2 separate regions of the Gossypium hirsutum genome follow, and region 1 is linked to region 2. A link is a contact called in public Hi-C data. All regions are on one chromosome and are shown on one strand. The core of a region is the stretch at or near the end of the contact, and the rest is flanking DNA. Distances in the headings are between cores, read along the strand shown.

Evidence for each region. A called contact is a pair of places that touch in the nucleus more often than the background predicts.
Region 1: a Hi-C map of leaf shows a contact between it and region 2, with 1.9 times the contacts expected there. The contact joins the promoter of LOC107961778 here to the promoter of LOC107961779 in region 2. A contact is called at or near these places in 3 of 34 Hi-C or Micro-C datasets (callus and leaf).

Annotation. Positions count from the first base shown.
Region 1 is chrA06:61,193,940-61,197,619 of Gossypium_hirsutum_v2.1, reverse strand. It overlaps LOC107961778, which reads right to left and starts at 2,318. Exons shown (of 3, transcript XM_016897906.2): 1 at 1,595-2,318; 2 at 1,339-1,511. The coding sequence starts at 2,188.
Region 2 is chrA06:61,036,553-61,040,154 of Gossypium_hirsutum_v2.1, reverse strand. LOC107961779 (magnesium transporter MRS2-1) reads left to right here and starts at 2,020. Exons shown (of 8, transcript XM_016897908.2): 1 at 2,020-2,160; 2 at 2,259-2,311; 3 at 2,396-2,492; 4 at 3,019-3,602. The coding sequence starts at 3,028.

The DNA.
Region 1 (3,680 bases), core at 1,069-3,568, 160 kb before region 2:
ATTAATATTCTAAAAAAAGAGACAAATATCAATTTTTTAATATTGCTTATGAAATGAAAAAAATACACCGTCAATATACCAAATTATTATGCAAAGTTAACATTTCTAATTAACAAGTCAATTGAAATCCGCTTAAAATTTTTTAAATTTATTTTAATAAATTAAATAACTTGTACTATTCTTAATTAACTTGCATCATTATTATTTTTTTTCATGTTTAAATATTGTGTTAATTGAAACTAGTTAATGCCAAAATTGTTTAAATCAGACTAGATCAATTGGTCAGATCAGTTGGACCAAAAAGTGATTCTGAATCGGTTAGATCAAGAATCGATACGAATTAGCTAAAAAAATCGATTGAACTAATAGTTAAACTGAGATTTTTGAATTTTTTTAAATTTTTAATAATTTTTTAATTAAATTAATCAAACCCTGAATTGATAATCTAATCGGTTCAATTACCAATTGAATTTAGAAAACATTGGTTAATCCACACAGCATTTCAATTTAGCATATGTAAATAACCTAGTAGAGAAACAAAGTGAATAAATATATATTTTTTTATAAAAACCATAATTTTTTTATAAAAATAAATTGTCTTTTATAAAATTTTATAAAATTTAATTTCCTCATTTTGATTAAATTATTTGAAAAACATAACAATTCCAAAAATGAAATGCAAAATATAACAAAAAATTGTTAATCTTGATTTTATGATTAAGCTGTTGATGTTGATTTTCTATTTTAAAAAATTATTTCTAAAAATTATTATAAAATTATATTGTTTTTAATTAATTTCTAATATATTTTTTATAAATTTTAATTTTTTTATAAATTTAATGATTTTTTATGTTTTTATAATTTATATGAGTAGAAAAATTAGTATCTAGGTTTGAATGAACCTAGACGAAAATTTGTCTCGATTAATTATGTACTTAATTTAAAAATAATTTTTATTCCTTTTGAAAAAATTAATTGTTTTACTGATGTGGTGTATGTTAACAGCATTAACGTTTCCATTAAATAATAACAGTCAACGTCAGTTAAAGGATCTATTTGATTAATTTTATTAGATTAAGACTCAATTAGACCCAAAAAGATTATAGGAGCTGAATTGATTTATTTGGTAAAATGACGATTTTAGAAATTAATCGTGTATTAATGTACATAAATAATTTAGAATTCATAAATTAATCTAAAAATTTATAATATACTTATTTTTAATTGTTTTAATATAAATATTATTACAATTTTAAAAGTTAATTAGTTGACCCCAGCTAGTGTGGAGGGAATAATTGTCGTTATATATATGAAAATGAAATGAAGCAAGTATTTTACCAGTCATTTGGGGCAGTCTTAACAGCTTGTTCAAAGTAACTTTTGGCTCTTTGAATGTCATTCTGGTTATGCCAAATTAGATCAGCATAAAGTGCCAACAAATTCCCATCATCAGGGTTCGCCAGAATTGCTCTGCCGCAGAACTCCTCTGCTCTGCTATAATCTCCTCTAATCTGTGCTACAATCGGTAGATGAATCAATTAATATTTTCATGTAATTAAGAAGACAAAACTCAAATGTCTTTATATCCTACTACCTCTTTCAAGAACTTGGCATAATTGCCAAGCAAAAGTGGATTGCCAGGATTGGCTTCAACCATCTTCTGATAGTAAACGTCAGTGCTATCACTCTCAAAGAACCCCGACCCGACACCACCAACGCCGCCCCCTGATCCTCCTCCTCCACAGATTTTACCACCACCATTTTCTTCTCCACCGCCCATAACCAGTGTTTGCATCACAGCACCACTATCTTCACCATCACCTACTGGTTCCCCCAACCCAGAACTTGAAAAAAGTTGTCTTCGTATCCTACAAGATTTGGGTTCTGATTCTAACTCTTTGTCTCCATCTGTTTCTTGCTTTGCCTGTTTGTGGAGAGAGTGAGGTGTTGCTATTATGGCTTTCCCCATGCTTTTTCTTGGTTTTGGTACATCGTTTTGGATACTGTTGTCAGCTAAGTTTAGTGGTTTACTAAGCTTATGATCATCATTGGAAGAAGGGGAGTGAAATGAGATTGAGCTGGTTCTTTGAAGAGCTCCAAATTCTGGTTCTGGTGATGAAATTGAACAGACTTTTGAATTTGGCCACCATGAGTTTAAGATTGGTGTTGACGAGCTTCTCAGCAGCATTTTTTATTGTTTCGAAAGGATGAACCAGTTTCAACAAAGAATAATAGAAGAGCTAAATGAAATTTAAAAAAGAAGAAAAGAAGAGCAAAAGCTATTGATTGATTGGTTGTCAGATAAGTAAAAAGCTTTGAATGCATAACCGACAAAGATATTAGTTTTTGGTTTGATGTGTTGGAATCAGCATGAAGACCTACGGATACAAATGGTACTTCCCATTAGGGCCTCTAAGGAAGGGACACGTTGAGTTGGTGAGTGACAGGATGTGCGGCGAAAAAGACATGGGAGCGTCATGGGTTCATGTTTGGCATCAGCATCATGTTCACTGTCGCCTTAGGTTGCCTTCATTTTCATCCAAGCCATGGTTGACGCGTGCTTTGAATTTTTAGAGATAACGAAACAGAGAGATGGGTGAGTGGTGACCATTTTGGAACTTTGTTTAATTGGAATCTTCACGCTTTCTGTAAATTATTGCAGTCATATGTGTGACTGCCTCTGGATCCAGAATCAGGATCACATCATCTCAGAGATCCATTATTTCTGTATATCGCTTTTAAGTTTATCTTCCTTAATTATCTATATTTAATTCAATTATTATTATTTGGATCCGATTAAAATAATAGGTTTATGTAATTTTTGGTCCCGAATTTCACAATTAAGGTTAATTTGGTATATAAATATTTTTTTGGTTAACATTTACACTTGAAAAACGTGGAATAAGGAATTTACATGTTAAAAAAATAGGTTATAAGATAGTGAAATTTTAAAATTTTTCATTGATATTTATACTGATAATTTTATCAAATGTTTAGATGCTAAGAGAGTAAAATTTTATCAAGAACGGGATACATGATGAAAACTGAAACTTCCTCTATAAGGAAAATCAAAATAAAAAAAATTAGGCAGAATTGCAAAAAAAGCTCTCCTTTGAGAGCTTTTGGATATATGCCCCTAACATTCTTTTTTTTCCTGAAATTGGCCTCTAACTTAACGAATTTTTCAGACATCAACCCAATTAAAACGGTAATTGTCAGCTGTCCGTTAGTCAACAGCCGGTCAAAAAAGTTGGTCTAAGTGACATTTCTGTTGACTGATGACATGGCAAAAAATTAAACAAAGTTAATAATCATAAAACAAAAAAACCCCTAAATCCCCAAACCCTCAAATTCAAAACTATCTTTCCAATTTCTAAAATCCCCAAATTGTGAAATTCCCTAAATCCCTAACCTCCGAAATCTTAATTGAATCCCTAACAATATTCAAATCCTTAAATCTTGAAATACCTAAATCTTAGCATTCCGAAATCTTCTTAAAATCCCTAAAATTTTTACGAATTAAATCTTTGAATCCCTACCTAAATCTTAGCATTCCGAAATCTTCTTAAAATCCCTAAAATTTTTACGAATTAAATCTTTGAATCCCTAAAACTATTAGGAACGAAAAAGCTTCAACAATCGTGAGAGTTTTCGCAACCCAAAATCGAAAGGTAGGTGCT
Region 2 (3,602 bases), core at 771-3,270:
TGAGCTTGATATTCGTCAACATACAAATTTGTAGAATTTGTCCTTAATTCTTGTATTATGCCAAGAGTTTATGAAGACAAGAAAGTTAGTCATTTACTCACTTGTTGATAAATTAATTTGACTTTTGTTTCTCTTCCTATTTTAACTACCACTATTGAGTTTCATTTTCTGCTATAAAGATTGTGAAAACAAAACTTGAAAATAAAATAGAGGATGATTATTTGGGAAGTTACTTGATCATATATATTGAAAAAGAAATTGTATAGAACTTTGATGATGATTCAATTATAAATGATTTTTGTGACATGAAAGAAAGGAGATTACAATTTAAAAAGCCCAACTTGTTTAGATAGGTGAATGATTTCTCCTTTTTTTTTATATCATATGGTTTCTATATGCAAAAATTATATTTTAATTTTGGTTTTTTTTTTCAAATAGTAGAAAAGCATACTAATTTTTGGATTTTGATATGTTAGGTATTATTTATTAAAAATTGGAAGCACAATGCAATTATCATTTTATTCATATTTCAAATCATATATATCTATATTTTAATTATTAAATAATTATACATAAAAATTAATATAAAAAAAAATGTAGTTGAGAATGCTAATACAAATTTGTCCCCTTAAATTGTATTTTTGAACGAAGTGACTCAACATATTAGATACCCATGTTAAATAAGGAAGGGTAAAAAAGACTAACCATTTTCAGACATGAAATTATTGAGAATCGGGACTAGTAGGTTTGATGACTTCGGGGAGTTCTTTGATTAGAAAGAATTATCTTGATTGGTTTGATTCATACTCCACGGAAGTAGAGGGGATCGTAGTGAAGGAGGTTGATTCACAGTCTTCACCCGATATGCTACTTAGTGGATCCTGGTAGCCAAATAGAGAGTTCAACTGTAGGTAGGGAAATATCAAATACAAAAACCTCAACATTTCCTTACACAAACCAAACAAATTGCACCCAGTTCACGCAATTCATCGAACAACTGGCACATCTCATTCGACTGCCCGTTCCTCCCATAAAACTCAATCAACGCAATCAAAATTACATTATCCGAATGAAACCCATGTTTCATAACAATGGCATCAAAGCAGCATCCCATCCTCAACTTCCCTAAAACCGAACAAGCCTTGATCACAGCAGATAGAGTGAACCTACTAGGCTCAGCTCCTAACCTCAGTAATTCAAAAAACAGTTGAAGTGAACTCTCTGGTCTTCCCACTTTAATATACTCCGAAACCATCAAAATACACGAATTATCTTATTTTACAAGCACCAAATCAAAAACTCTCCGAGTTTCTCTAAAATCAGTACACAGCTTAAAGTAGAGAACAAATAAATTGATATCTATAGAACGATCCATGTGGTGAGCAGATTTAAGATGGGCCGTGAGGAAAAGATTGAAGGTATGTGCATGCTTTCAAGAGGCAAGAGTACAGTAAAGGTTTAGGGAAGAGGGTGTTTGGGTTTGGGGGGTTTTAGGAGATGGATTGCAAGGAAAAGATTATCCGGCCTGCACAATTGGAGGATTTGGGATACGACAACAGCTTCATCTCTACTCAACTATGGCAAATCCATCGAGTTAACAAAAAAAACTTGTTGAACTTTATAATTAAAAAAAAAATCAGCTCAGAGTTTTGATCCTATACAACTTTTATCCGGTATTCGAGAGTTTATAATGATATATACAAGCAACTGTTGAGTTGAGTTGATGCAAAAAAAAAAAAAATTGGGGAGTGAGTCATTGCTAGTAATATCCAAATTCTAAAGGAGATTGAATAAGCTGTTTGGAAAATGAAAATGGACTTTTTATGCCTTATTGTAAAATCGGGCTGAGATTTGGAGGGGAAGAAAGGATGAGGAAGAAAAAAAATGATAAGACGGTGGGGCTCACAGTTTTAATTTATTATTTTAAAATCCACGCTATTTATGGTTTAATAGCATAGTGATTAAAATAAACCATTTTATTGGTTTACTAGTAATTAAAAATTTTCTTTTAAAGAACCTCAGGGTCACGACGACTCAGGAGCCGACAAAACTAATAAAAGCAACCAAGAAAAAAAGGGCTCTCCGCATCAGAAATCCTTTTTTAACATCAAAAATTTCAATCATAGATTCTTAATTAAGATTCTCGTCTTAGCTAATTGAGTAAAACTTACACCGCCTTTCGTAAATTTTTTAAACTATTTTATTTTATTTTCTTTTTTTTTTTAAACACGTACGTGAAAATTTCGTATTTGATCCAGGAGTTCTCTTCCTCACTAAATCCTCCTGTTCTCAATCATCCGCTGCTGCCAAGGTACTTTTCCAAATCTAGGGTTTCCTTTTCCCTATTTTCTTTATGTTGTTATAATTTAATTTATTAATCCAATTATTTTTGCAGTTTTTGATGTGTCGATATTAGCTTATTTAATCAGAGGCTGTGATTATATCTTCTTCACGCTTATCTGAGAGTTAAATCTTAGTTTTATTGATTCGAGGTAAGCTAGTCTCCTTGAAATAATATTTACTCTTTTGTTACTGTTTTGTTTATTTATTATGCTTGAGTTGGAATTTAAATAGATTTTGCTCTTTATTTTCAGTTTTCTTTATATTGTTATTGTTCTATTTAGTATAATTATAAGGCTGTGGAAGGAACTAGGCCAATTTTTAGGTAGCATTTTTAGGCGATATCCTGATGCTGAATTTTGTACCTCGCATGCTGAATTATTCATGCGTTTGATAGATTTTCGATCTCAGGCTGCAAAAAAAAAAAAAAGGAAGTTGCTTTGGTTTCTGATGCATTAATGAACATGGTTAATCTAGTTATGGAATTGTATTCAGGCTTTGAAGTAAAAAGTTCTTGGATTTGATAGTTGGATTACAATATTTGAGTAGCTTTTAGACTTTGTTGGAAAAGTGAGCTTCTTGAGAGTTGAGACCTAAAGCCACTTTTTCTGTTTCCGCCCCCCCTTCAGAACTGGATTATACAGTGTTGTCGTTAACTGGTTTTGTTATTTGTTTCAGTATACTGTGATGGCAGACCTAAAAGAGCGTTTGCTTCCACCGAAACCTCAATCGGCTATCAACATTAGAGATGCTTCCTATCGGCCATCTGCCTCTGGACGCCAGCCTTTCCAAGGCATGGATTTATCGGGGTTAAAGAAGCGGGGCCAAGGACTCAGATCTTGGATCCGTGTTGATACATCTGGGAATTCGCAAATAATCGAGGTTGACAAGTTCACTATGATGCGTCGATGTGATCTACCAGCCCGAGACCTACGGCTTCTTGACCCATTGTTTGTTTACCCCTCGACAATCCTCGGTAGAGAGAAGGCTATTGTTGTAAATTTAGAGCAGATAAGGTGTATTATCACTGCCGACGAGGTTCTACTCTTGAATTCCCTTGATAGCTATGTTTTGCAGTATGTTGTGGAGTTACAAAGGCGACTTACAAGTGGAGTAGGTGAGGTATGGCAATCAGAGGGTCCTGAGTTGAACAGAAGAAGAAGCAGTAGGGGTTTTGACAATGTATACGGGAGCACATCCCCTGATTATTTGCCCTTTGAGTTTAGGGCTCTGGAAGTTGCTTTGGAAGCTGCCTGTACATT